Linked DNA regions of Sus scrofa: region 2 is linked to region 1. The links are chromatin contacts, called in public Hi-C maps. All regions are on one chromosome and are shown on one strand. Each heading gives the region's core, a stretch centred on a gene start, on an enhancer-like site or on the middle of the called end of the contact. The rest is flanking DNA. Distances are from core to core; before and after follow the strand shown. Region 1 holds the start of PRDM15 (PR domain zinc finger protein 15). Region 2 holds the start of ZBTB21 (zinc finger and BTB domain-containing protein 21).

Region 1 (4,435 bases), core at 546-3,045:
TCAGCAGAAACGAATCTGTCTAGTGTTCATGAGGACGTGGGTTCCATCCCTGGCCTCGCTGAGCAGGTTAACCATCCGGCATGGCTGTGGTGGAGGCTGGCTGCTGTAGCTCCAATCCAACCCCTAGCCTGGGAACCTCCATGTGCCATGGGTGCAGCCCTAAAAAGACGAAATAAACAGTAGATAAAAATGATCTCGTGGCAATTTTGCTTTTTCTCTTATTACAGTACAGTGATTAGCGTCTTCTATGTTTAAAAGGCGTCGCACGTTCTCGTCTGTGAACTGTCCGTCGACTGTTCATTTTCTACGGCGTTATTTATCTTTTCTTTTATGGCTGCACCCCCGGCACATGCAAGTTCCAGGGGCCAGGGAGCCACAGTTACAACCTACTCAGCAGGTGTGGCAACACCAGATCCTTTAACCCACTGCACGGGGCTGGGGATGGAACCTCTGCCTCCCCAGAAAATGAGCTGCTGCAGGTGGATTCTTAACCCACAGTGGAAACTCCTTTGCATCTTTTTCTTGTTGGTTCTTAAGAGCTTTACACAAGCAAGAGGAGAAACCCTTTCTAATATCAATTTCAAATCATTTCTCTCCGTTCATTCCCTCTCTTTGACTTTATTATTACATATTTTTCTTTGGGGGCCACCCTGTGGCATATGGAGTTCCCAGGCCAGGGATCCCAGCCACAGCTGCAGCAATGCTAGATCCTTAACCCACCGGGCCCCGTGGGGAATCGAACCTGTGTCCCAGAGCTCCCAAGACACCACAGACCCCTTTGTGCCACAGAGACTTATACCTCTTCGACTTGATTAATGAGGGTTTCTGCCAGGTAGAAATGAATGACAGTACATCTGAGAATCCTGTCCTGGCCTAGATAAATGACCCTCTGGTCCCTCTACTTCTAAGACTTTCTGATCCTCCTGTCCACTGGATGGTGGGGGCGTCAAGAGGCCAAGCTTGGGAGGGAGGCAGAGCCAGGGAGCAGTCTGCCTGTGAACCTTCCACCCAGCAGTGCGGCGGGGTAGTGGTTAAAGGGCGGATTTCAAGGACTCACTTGGCCTGGCCTCTGTCGCCAGAGCGCTGCTGGCCTCCCTCTCCTTCACGCGCCTAGGGGCTGAGCAAGGGTTTCTAAGCATTTACTGAGTGCACAGGAAAATGACCAGGGATTGCAGCAACTCTGGGCTAAATGCAGAACTCATTATGATTGGGCAGCAAATCTTAGGCCCGTTTTAAAGAAAAAATTCGACTTCCTCTCCCACCTAATCCCCCAAAGGCTCGGAGCGGCCATCAGAAGAAAGGGGTGCTTGTGCGAGCTGCCAGCGCGAAGCTGTCGGGGGTCGCGGTACCAGCCTGCGCCACCAGGGAAGGGGCCGCGCGTGGCCGCCAGACGCTCCCTACCGTCCCGGGGAAAGGGCAGCCGGAACCCGCCCCGCTTTTCCCGGCCGATCCGGATCCAGCCACCCGCTCACCCCGCCTGCGCCCTGTCACAGTCCTGTCTACACCACCCTCGCTCCCCCTCGTCCACGCGGTCCTCAATCCCACTGCCCCGTCTACCCCAGAAGCTCCCGTTCCACTGGTCTGTGCCACCTTCTCCGTCCACACGACCCGCGCGCCCTGCCGCTCCCTGGTCCACGCCGCCCGCTCCACCGTTTCCGTTCTGGTCCACACGTCCAGCTTCCGCGCCCAGGCCTCCCGCTCCCCGGCTCTCGCGTCCACGCCGCGCTCTCGCGTCCACGCAGCCCTGCCGCCCGCTCCAGGTGCAAGCCGCCGGCTCCCCCGCTCCCGCGTCCACGCAGCCCGCGCCCCCGGAGGACTACAACTCCCACAATGCCCCGCCGCCGCCCCCCGGCTTCCGGTGCTGCGCAGTTTCCGGAGCGGATCGCAACCCGGAGTCCGGATCCGATCCCGCTCTGCACATTCCAAAGGCAGGTAAAGCCCGGGCCCCGCGCCCGCCGCCCGCCCCCGCGCGCGCCGCCCCGGCCCGGCCCGGCCCGCCGCCCCCGCGCGCCCCCGCCCGGCCCGCCGCCCCCGGCCCCGCCCGGCCCGCCGCCCGCCCCGGTCCAGCCGCCATGCCGCCTGTTCTTTGTTACATTCGCCGGCTGCGGGCACCGTGGGCGATCGGAGTCAAAACCCGGCTGGATTTCCCGGAGCCGCTCCGGGATCGCCCTGCGCGCCGCCAGCCCGCCCGCCGCCGGCCCCGCCGCGGGCCTCGCCGCCCATCGCCCCCCAGCCGGCCTGCTCCGGGCGCGGGGCCGGGGCCGCGCTCGCCCGTGGGCGCGGCGCGGGGGCTCCTCCGCCCCCGGCCCCCGGCCCGCGGTCCCGCCCCCGGGCGCCCTCGTCGCCGACGGTCCCTCGTGATGTCACTGTCCCCGTCCTGGGCCCAGCCCCCGGGGGCGCACGGGGAGGGTCCCTGGACCCTGGCTCCTGCGATTGGAAAAGCAGACCCCTGGATTCGGGCGATGGGGTTGCCAAGGCCCCCACATCATCCCGTTTGCGTAAACCCGGGGGTGGTAGAGGCAAGGTAGCGAAATCCGTGGACCTGTGACCCAACCAACCCCGCCCTTGAGGTGGGAGGCTGTGTTGGGAAGGGGCGCACCGGCCCCGCCCTGGCGCGGACAGGTGGACCAGCTGGCCACGTGGCCTCTGGCCGGGGGACGGGTGTTCGCGTTAAGGGTCAGCTTTGAGAAGACAGGTGAAAACGCGGAGTGGAGAGAGCGCCCTACCTGACAGTTATGACTATTCTGTGTTTATTAAGCTCTCAGTGTTGTTGAGATCTTTTTCACAAATGCACAGAAGTTGGCCCCTCCCCCACCCGGGGTAGATTAAAATGGTAGAAACAAGTGTGCCATCAGAGACACGTGGAGCAGGGTACGCATTTAAAGCTGTCAACCCACAAAACCCACTTTTGCCTAAGCCACTCTCCAAAAATCTGGACTCACCAGATACATTTGGAGAACCCAGCTTGGTTCCTGGAGGTATTTGTAAGGATGAAAAGTACATGAACAACTGGTTTTGCCAGAAATCTTAAAAGGTAACAATGAGACCTTTCCCTGGAGAGTGCAATTATGTAGACACTTTGTTTTTATAAGTCCGCCTCCCCCACCCCACCCCACACACTGTATTTTGTTTCAAACCTGGACATTTTCACATTTTCCACATTTTCACTGCTCCACTCTGCTTTTCTGGGTTTCACTGACATCCCTGCCTTTTATGGTGAATGGTTGAGAAAGAGAACTGTAGTTTGAATTTTGAAAGCGGAGAAACAATAAGATTTACCCTTTATAAAGTTTCGTTCTCCTGTATCTGTGTTTCATATTTTTGCAGAAGAGTGGCGGACAAAGAGTACAATAATATGGTTGATTTTCTAAGCAGATGGAACAGTTCTTTCTTTCCTAGAGACCAATAAATTAATTTCCAAATCAACCCTGCCCGCAACCCCCATTAGCTTTTCCAGGAATGTGAGAAAGGACCCCCTTAGCTTGGGATTTAAATACCTCTCATAGATCGTATTCTTTCGATACCATCGTCTGTGCGGACAGCCAGGAGAAAAACACGCCTCCCATTCTGCAGGTTTAAGGCTCTGGAGGCAGTTGTTTCGTGCACTTGGGATGTGAGAGGCTGAGACGGTGAGCTGTGACTCAAATGCTGTCTCAGCCTCCGTTCGACACTTGGGAAGCGTGCCTGGCGATACCCATCCAGTTCATCTCACGAGGTTCACGAGTGCGCATGTTCATTGGCCGTCCGCTCAGCAGCTGTCACGTGCCAGGCACTGCAGAGCAAGAGGGAAGCCCCTGCCCGTGGACCGAGGGAGGTAGACAGTGCTTAGAATGCAGAGAAGAAGACCGCAGGAGTTCCCGTCGTGGCTCAGTGGTTAACGAGTCCGACTAGGAACCATGAGGTTGTGGGTTCGATCCCTGGCTTTGCTCAGTGGGTTAAGAACCCGGCGTTGCTGTGAGCTGTGGTGTAGGTTGCAGACGCGGCTCGGATCCCACATTGCTCCGGCGGCCACAGCTCCGATTCGACCCTATCCTGGGAACCTCCATATGTTGCGGGTGCGGCCCTAGGAAAGGCAGAAAGGCAGGAAGGATGGCAGGTGGAGAGGCAGGGATGTGGGTGGCAGGGACCAGGAAGTTCGGTGTGAGCGGGGGACATCTGAACAGAGACCAGGGCTGTGAGGCCCTCAGGGGGGATCTGAAGTGTCACAAGCCAACCAGTGCCAAGTGCAAAGGCCCTGAGCTGGCCACAAGCTTCTGTGGTCAAGTTGGGGCAGCACAGGCTACACTGAATTCAGTTTTCCCTGAGCCAGTGGACACCAGTGGGGGCTTTGGGCAGGGGTGGAGTAGGATCTGTGTCTTTTTAGAGATGACCACCGCCGCAGAGGGGGGAGGGTCCAGGCCCAACAAAGGTCTCCCAGAAACAGGGTGGGGGCGGG
Region 2 (4,071 bases), core at 1,254-3,753, 120 kb before region 1:
CTGGTGTCACATTGTGAAATCTGAATGTTGTCCTTGAAGCCAGAGAGCCATCAAAAACGGAAGCACGGGAGTGCCCTGGCATCCTTCCCTTTTAAGAAAGATCACGTCGACTGCAATCCGAGGATGGGTTAAAAGGGAAAAAATCTTGGAGGTGGGAGCGCACTTAGGGAGTTGCTGGGCTGGACCGTGGTGACATTATCAGAGGAACAGTCAGGAGGTAGGTGGCCAGACCTGGTGACGGGCCCAACACCGGCAAGCGGGGAGGGGCTCGGGCTCAGGCCGCCGGGCTCAAGTCCCAGAGGTGGTGAGTGCAACACGAGGGCCAAGGTCCGGGGACTTGAAGTGTGAGGCCAGCTGGGGCAGACAAGCCAGCACCGGAGACCAAGAACCAGGGGGCAGGGAGCAGGTGGAAAAATCCAGGGCAATGAGGCATCACTGAAACAAGCAGCTCTGACGAAGGAATCGGTATCGTTACAAACCAGAGGCCAACTGAGCAGACTGAAAGGTTCGACTGGATTCGGCAGTCAGGCCCCTTTTGTGAAACAGCCCGATCACATGCTTTAAAGAGGTGACAACCACTCGTCTCTTCCCGAGGCTGCTGCGGGAAACTGCTCTGGCACGTGGTAGAATGCAGCGAAAACTCGAAAACCCAGCTCCTGGCAGCGGCTACACAGCTCAGGGTTTTCTCCCCTGTAACGCGGGGACAACAATGCGTGCTCGCCCAGCCTAACCACGGGGACCCCAAAACTCAAGGCCCTTTGAAAAACTTACAATCACGGTTCCTTTATGTACAAAGGCACTTTTTTGCTCCTCCGCCGTTCAGTTCAAAATACAAAGACATTTTTCAAGGTTTTAAACAGTTAAAGAAGAAAACTTTTAGGTGCCAGATTCTTCCTTTGAAACTGAGTCCTCTTAAAATTAGTGGAAGGAAAACTTAATGGACAGTAGAGCTTTAAATTTGGGAACAATTTTCTTTTTTCTTTTTACAGGCACATCTGCAGATATGGAAGTTCCTAGGCTAGGGGTCAAATCGGAGCCACAGCTGGGGCGTCTGTCATAGCCACAGCCACACTGGATCTGAGGTGCATCTGCGACCTACACCACAGCTTGTGGCAAGGCTGGGTCCTTGACCCACTGAGCCGCAAGGGGAACTCCCAGGGAGTTCCTGTCGTGGTCCAGTGGTTAACGAATCTGACTAGAAACCACGAGGTTGCAGGTTCGATCCCTGGCCTTGCTCAGCGGGTTAAGGATCCGGCGTTGCCGTGAGCTGTGGCATAGCTCGCAGATGCAGCTCGGTTCTGGTGTTGCTGTGGCTCTGGCGTAGGCCGGCGGCTATAGCTCCGATTAGACCCCTAGCCTGGGAACTTCCATTTGCCGAGGGTGCGGCCCTAAAAAGATAAAACAAAACAAACAAAACAAAACAAAAAACAACAACAAAAACACAAGGGGAACTCCTGGAACATAGGTTTTAATCTTTATCAACCTAATCAAGATTATTCCTTACACAAATTCTTCGAACATTTCTTAAGTTATCTTACCTATGGTCATGTGCATATATTCAACTTTCAAAAATCAATCTGAAAATTAAAGATATCTGAAAAAATACTAAACAACGTGGACTGGAAATCTAAGACTTAAACATCTGTCCTAAACGCAGTCTCCTCTGCCTCCAGGCTGGTCTGCTCTGCCTTTGGAAACACATCCAGATGTTCCGATTAGCTTGCCTACCAGAACCCTTCTTCAGTGTTCCGTTATTTCTGTAATACTAATTTCCTGGTTTGGAATGAGAGTGAAGTGAGCTTTCAAATTGATGAGCTTGTAATATTCATGCAGGAAAACGAGTCTGCCGGAGAGCAAATGAGAACTGAGAATACAGAAAATAAGTTAGCTACTCAGAGATGGTTTAAGTGATGCCTCCGAAAAGTGAAGGACCACGCAGCCCACAAGTGATGCCTCCGAGCCCTCTCCCCCCCCCCCACCTGCTCGGGCAAAATGAACCTGGCGGCCGGTCCCCGAGTCACCGGCGAGCGGTCCCAGGCCGCGCAGGTGGGTGGAAACGTCTGCGCTCAGGTCCGGACTCTGCAGACCCGCACCCAGCGCACCTCCACGCCTGCCGAGAGGCGTCCACGCTGCGGGCGGCACCTGCGGCCGAGGACAACCGCGCGGCGGTCGGAGAACCGTCCCCCGAGGGGCCGGCCGAGGGGCCGGCGGAGGCGCCCGCAGCGCGCTGGCCCGGGAAGGGGGCATCACCCGGCGAGCCCCACCGGCGCGGGTCCCCGCGGCGCCAAGCCCACCCGTGCGCGCCCCTCCCGCCGCCGCCTCCCCTCAGGGATACGCCGCCCGCCAAGGGCCGGGGGAGGGCGCCGGGCGGCGGCGCAGCAGGAACATCAGGCGGAAGGCGCGCGCGGGAGGACGCGGCAACCGCGGCGTCGGCGCCCGGACTCCCGTCAGGCCCGCCCTCGCCCGGCCCCCAGGGCCGCGCACCTCCCTCGCCCCGCCCCCCGGCGCCTGGCGGCCAATCACAGCGCCGCGCACGTGACGAGCGCTGCCTGCGATGACCTCATCCCTGGTGTGGGATGACGTCAAATTCAAGATGGATGGAATCACAGCGGCAGCGGCGGCTGCGGCGCGCGCGAGCCGAGTGTGAGCGGAAAGGGGCCCGGCGTCTGCCTCGGGGCTGAAGACGGGTGAGTAACTGTCACGCCCCTCGCCCTAGGAGAACTGCGGGGCCCCGTGGGGGGCTACAGCCTTCCCGCAAAACGCGGCCTTTCCTGACGTAACTCTGAGGTGATCTCTCTCCTCCTTTTTCTCTCCGCCAGCGGGTTGCGGGCTCCGAGCGCTTCTGCGCGTGCGCCGGGCCCGGCTCTCACCGAGCATGCCCCGGGCTCCCACGTAGCCGATTGTGCCTTCACACTGCGCATGCTCCTTGCCCGCACTTGGCCTCGCCCTCGCCACTGCGCACGCTCCGTCCCTCACTGGGCTTCCCTCGCCCGGCCGGTGCTCCTGCGCCGAGCGGTTGGGGCGCCTTCCGGCCGCGGGCGCGTGCTCCGTCCCTGGCAGGCGTGGAGGCCGGCCCGTGTCCTCCAGGCGCGCGTGCGTGCGCGGAAGCTGGGGGCCGGGTGGCCCCCCGCACCTGCCGCGGCCCGCGCCCCCGCCCCGCCGCTCCTCGGGCCCCGCCTGGCGGCCGCCGGCACTCCCAACGTGGTCCCGAAAGGATGCTCTCCCTGCCTCCTGGCCGGCCCTCCGCCGGACGCCGCAGACCCCCTGGAGGACCCGTTTCCCCGACTCTCCACCGCCGGCCGCAGAGCACAGCCCCCAGCTGCCGGCCAGCGTCTCTGCTGGGATGCGGAGGACTCCACCCGAGAGAGCCCCCGCCCGAACCTGCTGTGGGGAAGGGGTGGGTCCCGGCCAGCGCGCTGGGGACTTCAGCCCCGAGACCTCTGCTGGCTCCAGTCCCGAGATCTTTTATCACCCAGACCGCTCGCCTGGAACAGGTTCACTAGTCCAGTGCAGAAGCGCATGCCCTTGAGCGCAGGAGCGCCCCTCGGTCTGGCCCTTCACCGGGTCGCTGTGCCCTCCCCCGCAGCGCTGCGTGGTTCTGGAGGACCTACTTCAGCAGCACCTGTGGGGGCAGGGGGATTTTAGAGATCGGTTCTCCTACCGCATTGCCTGGCGAGGGGGTGTTGGGGGGCGGCGGGAACGTTAACAAGAGCCCGCAGCAGCCTGGAGGGGTCTCGGTGCAAGAGCCGCACTCACTTCTAGCATCCCGAAGGCACCAGCCTATTCAGCAGAGTCCAGTGACTGCCTAACGATGACCCTGAACCATCGATAAGGAGCCTGCATTGTGTTCTGCTTCCTTGTTCGGAAGAAAGTGGGTTAATCCATTTTAGAAAGATTTCTCATTGACTTTTTTTTTTTTTTAAGTGTTACCCTCTGATGCTTGGAGTAAATCCGTCATGCACCTTAATGATTAATAGTCATTACATTTAAATTTTAAGTACCATTAAATATCAGTGTTAAAAAGAAATTTGGGGCATTGGCTTACTTAAAAATAACTGTTAATTCATTCTT

The links. A called contact is a pair of places that touch in the nucleus more often than the background predicts.
Region 2: a Hi-C map of liver shows a contact between it and region 1, with 6 times the contacts expected there. The contact joins the promoter of ZBTB21 here to the promoter of PRDM15 in region 1. A contact is called at or near these places in 3 of 47 Hi-C or Micro-C datasets (embryonic fibroblasts, heart right ventricle and liver) and 1 of 2 datasets of contacts at active chromatin or transcription factors (alveolar macrophages).

What each region holds. Positions count from the first base shown.
Region 1 is chr13:205,238,922-205,243,356 of Sscrofa11.1, reverse strand. PRDM15 (PR domain zinc finger protein 15) reads left to right here and starts at 1,795. Exons shown (of 24, transcript XM_021071017.1): 1 at 1,795-1,932. The coding sequence starts at 1,831.
Region 2 is chr13:205,363,583-205,367,653 of Sscrofa11.1, reverse strand. ZBTB21 (zinc finger and BTB domain-containing protein 21) reads left to right here and starts at 2,503. Exons shown (of 3, transcript XM_021071019.1): 1 at 2,503-2,687.